Linked DNA regions of Sus scrofa: regions 1 and 3 are each linked to region 2. A link is a contact called in public HiChIP or PLAC-seq data. All regions are on one chromosome and are shown on one strand. The core of a region is the stretch at or near the end of the contact, and the rest is flanking DNA. Distances in the headings are between cores, read along the strand shown. Region 1 has its middle 34 kb from the start of KLHL29. Region 2 has its middle 200 kb from the start of KLHL29. Region 3 has its middle 52 kb from the start of KLHL29.

The links. HiChIP or PLAC-seq counts read pairs in DNA pulled down with a chosen protein or histone mark.
Region 1: a contact with region 2 is called in an H3K27ac HiChIP or PLAC-seq map of skeletal muscle. The contact joins two enhancer-like sites. A contact is called at or near these places in 1 of 47 Hi-C or Micro-C datasets (embryonic fibroblasts) and 1 of 2 datasets of contacts at active chromatin or transcription factors (skeletal muscle).
Region 3: an H3K27ac HiChIP or PLAC-seq map of skeletal muscle shows a contact between it and region 2. The contact joins two enhancer-like sites. A contact is called at or near these places in 2 of 2 datasets of contacts at active chromatin or transcription factors (alveolar macrophages and skeletal muscle).

What each region holds. Positions count from the first base shown.
Region 1 is chr3:114,970,374-114,973,273 of Sscrofa11.1, forward strand. No RefSeq gene overlaps it. Among named protein-coding and RNA genes, the nearest start is that of KLHL29, 34 kb to the left of the region's middle. Within about 2 kb of position 1,623, at least 4 of the 83 cell types and tissues checked have an H3K27ac peak or open chromatin away from gene starts, as enhancers often do. A contact at or near this core is called in skeletal muscle, where this site is marked.
Region 2 is chr3:115,138,057-115,141,104 of Sscrofa11.1, forward strand. No RefSeq gene overlaps it. Among named protein-coding and RNA genes, the nearest start is that of KLHL29, 200 kb to the left of the region's middle. Within about 2 kb of position 1,690, at least 6 of the 83 cell types and tissues checked have an H3K27ac peak or open chromatin away from gene starts, as enhancers often do. A contact at or near this core is called in skeletal muscle, where this site is marked.
Region 3 is chr3:114,988,506-114,991,550 of Sscrofa11.1, forward strand. No RefSeq gene overlaps it. Among named protein-coding and RNA genes, the nearest start is that of KLHL29, 52 kb to the left of the region's middle. Within about 2 kb of position 1,681, at least 4 of the 83 cell types and tissues checked have an H3K27ac peak or open chromatin away from gene starts, as enhancers often do. A contact at or near this core is called in skeletal muscle, where this site is marked.

The DNA of each region.
Region 1 (2,900 bases), core at 373-2,872, 170 kb before region 2:
CCTGACCCAGGAAGCTCCTTGACTGCCCGTTGAGGGTGGGAGTCCAGCTAACCCCGAGGGATGAATGGAGCTTGTGGGTTGAGGCCCACTTCTGCCTGCCTTTTTGGGCCCAAATCACCCCCAGATGTATACAGCAGGCACCAGGACTCCCGTGGGGAGTGGGGTGGGGGGGACGTTCTCCAGGTTCTAGGTTCTAAGATCCCATCCAACTTGACTTCTGACCCTTGACCTGCTTTCTTAAATCCTTGCTTCTCTTCCCCCCCATCCCTGGTGAGGGAATCACTGCCCTGACATTGTCCTACCCTGAGATGAGGTGCCATCCTGACCCACCACCTCACCCCCGATTGCCCAGTACCCAGTGGAGCACAGAGGGCGGATGTCCAAATTCAGTGTCTCATTTGCCCATTGGCAAGTGTTGTGACGTTGTTTCCTGAGAAATCAGGGGTCTATGAGCTGCAGGATGGCTGGCCACTTCAAGCTGGCCCAGGACGGCAGACCTTCCCACGTTCTGATCTTGCTCAGTTAGTGGGGTGCTGTCCCCAAGGGCCGGGCTGAGATAGCTCCTGAGATCCAGTCCCACCCTCCTCCAGAAATCAGACCCTCTGGAGAAAGGACCCAAGTTTAAACAAGCATCTTTTATTTTTTTAATTAAAGCATTTTTTTTTTTTCCTTTTTAGGGCTGCACCTGTGGCATATGGCAGTTCCCAGGCTAGGGGTCAAATCAGAGTGACAGCTGCTGGCCTACATCACAGCTACAGCAACATGGGATCTGAGCCGTGTCTGCGACCTATACCGCAGCTCACGGCAACACCAGATCCTTAACCCACCGAACAAGGCCAGGGATCAACCTGCATCCTTGTGGATACTAGTTGGGTTTGTTACCCCCGAGCCATGACAGGAACTCCTGAACAAGCATCTTGTCTTAGAACAGTTGCCTGGAGCTGTCCCTTGGTTGGGAGGGACAGTCCCTGGCTTATAGCCCATGGCTGTGGCCTTCCTGACCCCTGTGGCTTGCCAAAGATGCTCCACTGACCTCACCCAGGACCCTGGGCAGGTGGGGAGAAGGCTCCCCCGGGTGGGGTGGTCACGCTGACTCAGGGTCAGCCTTGGGACTGACCAGGACAGAATGTCTCCAGGAGGGCCCTGCGCGGCCTCTGTAGCCAGCGCTGTTACTAAGAAAAGCCCAAGGAGAAAGGGTAACTCAACACGCCTGCCCTGGACAGGCCTGTGGTGGGAGGATGGGCAGATGACTCAGGAGATGCTCTGGGAGGCACAGGGATGGTGTCACATCCAACTGTCCAGCACGCTAAGCCCCTTATTTGACAGGGGGAAGAGGTCCTGCCTTCCGGTTGTCTCCAAATCCTGCGGAAACCAGGCATGGTCCAGAGGGGCCCTAGGGAGTGGACAGCCGGTGCCTGTCAAAGGTTCTGGGGACCATGGACACCCTCGGGAACACTTGCTGTTGCCCCCTGGCCCCTGTGTGAGTGGGTGTCTCTAGGGCAGTGATGCCATGGCCACGGGCTCTGTCCCCCCCACCTCAGCCTGGCCATTTACCCTCCTCTGGACCCAGAGCCTCCAGGGCTTTCTTCTCTGGGTGACACTGAAGCAGTAGCTGTCATCTGAGCCCCTTGTATGTCCCACACCGGGGAGGCTCGGGTGTTTCTGGTGTGGCCCATAAGAGATCAGAGCGTAAACAAATGGCGTGCTAGGATTTGGGGTGGAAATCCCTGAAGACAACATGAAAAAGTCATCAGACAAGACCAACTGGGCAGAGTGGGGGGCTAGCCTGAGACCCTGAAAGCCAGAGATGCCTTTTTCAGTGGGTGGGTTGTTACGGACCCACATTCATATGTTGAAATCCTAACCCACCATGTGATGCTATTAGGAGGTGGGGCTTTGGGGAGGTAATTGGGTTATGAGGGTGGGGCCCTCATGCATGGGGTTAGTGCCCTCATTAAAGTGAACCGAGAGAGCACTCTAGCCCTCTCTCTGCCGTGAGAAGGCACAATAAAAGGTGGACAGTCTGGAAGCTGGAAGACAGCCCTCATCCAACCTCAGCCAAGCTGGCACCTTGATCTTGGACTTTCAGTTCCCAGAACTGTGAGAGATAAACATCTCTTGTTTATAAGCCACTTGGTCCAGGGTATATTTGTTATAGAAACCAGAACTGACTAAGGCAGAGTTGCACTCATGTTTTTTACTGGGCATCTCAGCCCCGGTGGTTTTGCCTAAAGGAATTTGTTCTTATTCCAGACTGTAGAAGCTGGAAGGAGATGGCAGTGAGATGGGGAAGACAGCTTAGCTCTCCTAGAGCCTGGCTCCATCCTAAATCCCACCCCCCTGCAACCGCCCCAGGGACTGAGCTGGTTCCCTAAAGGGTTTGCCCTTATCTGAGGGTGTCACTGACAAACACAGCATGGTTTAATAAGACCCCAGACCCGCCAGTGCTTCCCTGTGGAAAGCAGAGGCTTGAAATTATATGCCTGTTCCAGTGTGGAACTTTGCTCCCTTATAGCCACGTAAATTACTTCATCTCATTTAACTGCCATTAGCAAATTATTAATCTAAATTCACACACCCAGAGTGAAATTACTGAACTCAGACATTTTTCTATCAAGGATGCTTTCCTCCCAACCAAAGCCCATTTAAAATGTGTGCGAATTTTAGCAGCCTAGCCAGTCTTGCATCCCCGCTTGCTGAGCCTCTCAATAGCCCTTGCAGGCGTTTACAAGCTCGTCTCCCTTTTTAATGGTGCTTTTTTTGGTCTAGTTTTCGAGCACGTGAATATTTATGGGGTTGGTACAGTACAGGGGAGGGGTCTGGAGCCCAGACTTGGAGGTCATTGGAGGTTAGACACATCCAGATTTAAATTCCAAAGAGTCTGAATATTACCTAACCAC
Region 2 (3,048 bases), core at 440-2,939:
GGCTGCGACGCTCCACCAGGGTGTGACAGAGCTCGGCACCAATCAAGAAATGAGCCTGTGAGCATGCTGATGGCTCATCAAGGCTGCAGACGGGACACACACTGGCTCGCTCGTTAATGGCATTCCCTATTAAACTGGGGCCGCCCAGGTAAAAAATAGCTGCCTGGATGGGAACCTCCATGAGCACAGGAAGCTGGGCAGACGGACAGCTGCTGGGCTCCCAGGACCGTTTTCCATAACCACAATATGCCAGGATATTCCTTCAGAACAGCTTTCAGTGTTTAAAAATATGTCACAGAGCTGACATCGAGGCCCTGGCTCATGAACCAACAGGCTTTTACATTTTTATCTTTAAATATTTCCCAGTAGGTGAATTACCCAAATTAGTCAATACCAGAACCCCAAATGACTATGTCTGGCCAGCTGAGTGTGACACCAAAATGCCTGACCGCATAAGCCATCTCTCCGCAAAGCCCCTGTAACAGGACTGTCTGCAGGCGCTGAAGGGCTGCAATTGTGCTGTGACGGTGGAACACCGAGGCTGAAGGTTACAAACTAACAAACGCGTGTGTAGACACATGGAACACGCCACCCTCTGCGTCTCACACAGACCTCAAAGTTACCGTGAATACCTAGCATGTGTAAAAATGTTATTTCCACCCGTATCAATTTTTCATCAGGACACTTCATTCGCCGGGCTGCCCACTGCGGTAGGCTTTGCTGGCAACTTGGGTTAAAGACGTCATTTAGTCAAGAGTGATTTTGGACCGATTCACTCGTTTCCTGGGATAATGCCACATTGTGAAGTTCATCTCCGTTTTGGTGTAAATACGGAAGAATGCTGTAGAAATGTTCAGCTGAGAATCAACTGGACTTACTGTCCTTCTCAGAAAAGGCCCTTGCACAATTATCCCACCGTGTCATTGGCTGGCACTTTTTGGGTGACATTTCGGAGGGCCCTGAGCTCCAATCAGGTTGTTGGAAAAGAGAGGAGGGACATTCAGAGGTGCCTCTGCGGGTCACCTGGCCCATGAGAAGCCAGGTCAAGAGGCCTCAGTATCATTACGTAAACCACTGAGCATCTCAAGTTCATATCACTCTCTACAAGAGTGACAGCACTTTTCCGTAGAACAGAAAAAGGCCTGGGAGAGAAATGTTCTTTCTGAACGACACATGTGGTCCTTTTAGAGGCAAAATTCCACGGCCCTTCCTGCATACCTCACCCTCATGCCAAACTGCATGGCCCCCACTAGAACATAGAAGCTTCCAGAAATGCTGTCAGCTGTGACCGGGCCCAGCTGCTCAATGAGATCTTGGCTTGCAGAGCTGGCAACCCTGCCCTCTGCTGCCTGGTCATCCCTCCAAGCGCTGCATTTGCTTCTCGGGCCGTGCTTTCCATGGGATGTGGACAAACTGCAGCCCATTTAGAGATGCGTGACTGAGATGCTAAGAAGGTGTGAACGGTCTTGTGTGAAGAGCAGGGGAAGGAGCCGTTATTGCTGCCTTGGCGTTTATCTGCAGCCTTGGGGAGGGTCTGGTCACCATCTGCACATGTCCCGTGGTGGGCGGGCCGGGCACACTCTGGGTGATCCCAAGAGGCAGGAAGAACTGGAGCCGGAGGGAGCGGGCTAGCGGAGCAGGGCCTTCGCTCAGCCGGGCTGTGCCTGGAGGAATGGACAGCCATGTGGGCAGCGTGCTCCTGCCCCTGGAGGAGACCGGCAGCGGCCAGGAAGGCACCTGGCAGGGGAGCCCTGAGGGAGCTTGTGAGTCAATGATTCTATAAATAATAGTACCTTGGATTGATACATTTAAAGATGGGCTGTGGCAGGTCAACCAACTGGAATAGATACAAATAAATGTTCCCGCAGGATGGGTCACAAAATACCTCCAGAGCCTGGTCCATAGTAGAATGGTTTCTGCTATTGCTGGAGGCAGCCCTCTGCCCTGAGCACATGCCCCCTCCTCAGTGGGTGATGCCTCCCAGAGCCTGTGCTGTCCCGCAAGAGAGCCCTTCCCATGTCCCCGATGCCATCTCCCAGGGCGTGGCAAAGGCGCACTCACCCTGTGATTAGGACCTTTTAAATGGCACACGCTCTTGAACTAGACCTGAAGATGCCCTGGGAGGATGCACACAAGGGATCCTCGCCGGCCTCCAGGAGGCAGTGCGCAGGCCTCCTCCCATCTCTGGCCTTGATGTGTCTCCTACGCAGAAAGAGAACTGGCCTGGATGGCAAGCGCCCCAGGGCCCTTCGCGCTCTCACAAGTGGCACAGGGGATGAAATGCTGCCTCCCGCCAGCCTCCTGCCCAGTCATGTGACAGCCAGTTCTCGGGAACGACACCCCCTGCACCCTGTCCGCCCAGTCTAATCTGAGGCCGGCCAGCAAAGCAGCTTAGCTGGGGATGAGCCTCGGGACACACCTTTCAGGGCTGCTGTTTGGAAGATGCACATTTCATCAGCGGCTGCAGGACAGGGTTGAGTCTTGCTGCCCACTTGGGGTTTCGATCTTTGAAGGATGTCCTTTCCATTATGACTTGATTTCAGGAATCGAAAGATAAAGATAAGGGCCCTCCCCTCTGACCAGCTTTTGGCATCCGCTGTAGGGACGGTCACTGGTGGGTGAGAAGTGAGAGGGGTATGTGCCAGAGCACGAGCGGAAGCTGCCCGCTCCGGTCCAGTGGGGCTGGGCCCTTTCCATCCTCGCCTCCGCTGCTTGCCCCTCTTCCCCCGATCCTACTCACTACTGCGAGCTCCTGAGTTTTGTGTCTTTGGATGGGCATTTCTAATCCCGTTTTTGACTAATGAACTCCATGCACGGTTATCTATAATTTCACAAACCCCCTACAATTTAAAAAAAAAATCATTTTATCATTTTTGCATGGCTTATGGTAAAAAAAGACTTTTAGTTAAATATTTTATAAGGGTATATTATTCAAAGATTATATTAAATGAGCATTAAAAGACAATTTTTAATAATGTTCACTATATGTAAGGACACATTTCAACGTTTTCTCATTTAACAGGTTATACACAACATTTCATTTCTTTC
Region 3 (3,045 bases), core at 431-2,930, 150 kb before region 2:
AAACAAAACACGCTCCCTGCCCTCGTGGCTGGGTTCCGTGTGGCACCAGAACGAGCAAGACCAGGCGGACCTTAGACCCTGAACTGGGAACAGCGTAGCCGGCATGTCTTAGGATTTAAAGGAGACTAATGGAGAAGTGGTGCTTCCTTCCCCCAAAGCTCCGATTAAACTCTGGGATATGGGTGACACGTACGCGGAGGAGGACACGGCACAGTTAGAATTCCACCAGCAAACATTCTAAAATATTCATGAAACATGGGACCAGGCCTGACTGTTAACATTGCAACTGGTTCCCTCCAATGAAGTGACAAATGGGCGCCAAGCGCTGTCATCTGTCCCTTTGATCTTTCCAGGTCCCGCCAGTGAGTGGAGGGGGGACACGGCGGCCTGGGGAGGCTGCAGAGGAGGGGGCCAGAGCGGAGCTCTCCCGGTGGCTTCTCTTTGCATGTAAGAGGGCGAGAGAACAGTGCATTTCTTCAGCCTAGGAGGCAAAATAATTGATTCTCCAAGTCTTACTCAAAAGTGATTAGTGGGGGGCCCTGGGGATTCCACTGCACCGCATGAACCTCCTTTGTGAAAGAAGCATTGTTATATATACAAATCTCAACGCATGGCACAGGCAAAAAGCAAGATGTCTAAAAAAAGGAAATTGGCCTTGGAAAGAAAATACGAAAAAAAAAAAAAAAAAAAAGAATAAAATGAACTCCTGGCTTCCTTGGTTAAGAGCTTCTTCAGAGCTCCTAGACACGCTGAGCAGGAGCCACGGTGCAAAATTGCTGCAATTTAACAGGGCATCTAATTAAAAGGAGCGACATGAAGGGCCTTTTCTTCCTATGCTGGGTTTTGCTTCTTTCTGTGCAGGGTTCAAAAGTCTGACAACTCGAGGACAAAGAGTTATGTCCCTAAACAATAAAAAGCAGCATATTGGCTACTGAATTACTGGTTTTTATATCCTTCCGTCCAACAAATGTTCTGAGGCCTGCTATGTACCAGCTGCTATGCCAGGCGCCAGGTCACAGAGAAAAGCAAGACGCTGGCAGGCCCAAGGGGGCAGGAGAGAGTTTAAATCACTGACATGCGGTGCCACGTGGGCTAAGGCAGTGGTGCCTGTGGCCTCCCGGGAGGGGAGGGTCACCCAAGCGTAAGGACCCTTCCTCCTCCCTCCTCGGCTTCCGACCATCCTATTACCCCTACTTTAAAAAAGTGATGAGTTCAGGGAGCAAGGGATGGGGAGTGGTGGCTGAGCGGATCTGGGTTTCTTTCCAGGGGGATGAAAATGTTTTGGAACTGGATATCGATGGTGGTCCCCAAAGCTCGCCACTATCCTAAATGCTGCAGAATTGCGGGCACTTGAAAACGGTGCATCTTACGATTCTGTGTACTTCAGCACAGTGTTACAGAGGTAACATTTTCTGAGGTCAGATTCCACTGACGCTCTGCTGACAACTTCAAGGGTTACTGGACAATCGTGAGACGGGGCAGAAAGGGCTGGGGGACATCCGTAGACAGGGAAGCCGTCCCAGAGGCTGGCCACATGCTCTCATCCCGCGCAGTCCTGGCTCCCAGCTGGGCTTAAGCATCGGTGATGGGAGGAACCCATCAAGCTACATCACAGCCACCCTCTGAAAGGCCACCGCTCCCAAGAGCACATTCTCCGGAGCTTTGCGTGGTCTAATTTTAAACTCTCTCCCATGGCAGAGCAAGTAAAGAGCTACTCCTCCTCCCGAGAGGAGTCTGCTAGTGCATTCAAGTTCACTGCCAGAAGGTGGTCGCTGGGCTGTGCACGGTCACCTTCTTGCACCCCTCCAGGCCTCCTGCTTCCAGTGGTCCCTCCTCTTGGTGAGAGGGTTCCCTGGACCATGGATCTGGGGAGGCCACCAGGGGTGTGGGTGTGGAGGGGGGAGAAGAAAGGAGGAGGTGGACATGGAGCTTTCCCCCGAGCTGACAGAGACCCCCAAGCCCTTGGCTTTGAACAAACTGCCCAGCATTAAACTCCTTCCCTGACCCTTCCTGCGACTGCGCAAATATTTACGTCCCCTTTCCTGCAGCCGGCAGTCCGTCTGTTAACATGCTGGCCAGACCGGGACCTGGTGGCAGGGAACTGACCCAGAAGTATGTATAATCCTCTCTTCTAAATGTGCTTAATACCATTGATAATCTTGTCACATAAATCTCCCGGTTAGCAGTGAGCTGCAGCTATCGCCAGACTCCAAGAATCTTTCAGTAACGGATTCCGCCTCCTGTCATCTATCTCCTTTCTTATACCGTCTCAGCTGCCATGTTGCTGAGAGCTTGGAAGAAACGCCCTGACCTTTAAGCGCCCTGTTTCTCGGATCAGTCTCTCGCAGGTGAGGCCAAAGGAGCCCATCCACCGGTGGGCTGTGCCTCCCCGAGGACCTCTGGCCTCGCCCTGCTCCCCTGCGCCCCCTGCCGGCCACACCCTGCGGTGGGGTCCGGAGTCAATCTGCGCTTGCACGTCATCTCGGTTTGAGGTCAAGGATAATTTTCCACACCACGTGCTAGCGCCCCGGACTTTCTCTGTCCCCCCCCAGTCATCCCCCAGCCTCCGTGCCTGAAGACTCCCTCCAGCACTGCCAGTTTGGGGTTGCAGTGTTGTCCAAGGCTTGGTGGGGTAGGATTCGCCCTGACAGTTCAGATGTTCCTCCGAAGAAATTAAACCCGCGTCTGTTAAATCACTTCCGAGACGTACGTTAGCAGCGCGACCACCACCGGGCAGGGCCGATGTTTTCCAGATGAAGATTTTCTCCCTTCCCCCCCCCACGGAGGGCAAATGTGGGAGGAGGCTGCCTCTCCAGGGGAGCGGTGCTCGCTCTGCTTCCAACCCTGGAGCGGTTGAAGCATCACTGTCTTTCGAGTAGCACTGAAGCCTGCCCCACTCTGGGCTTTGGGCTGCCAGCTACCACTGGTAAACCATCGGCCTGCCATCTAATTTCATCGTTAGACTCGCGGGAACAGCTGGGGAGAAGGACCCAGAGCAGGCCTGCTAGGCTGAGGCTCCCTACCTGGGGCCCGCTGGTCTTTTCA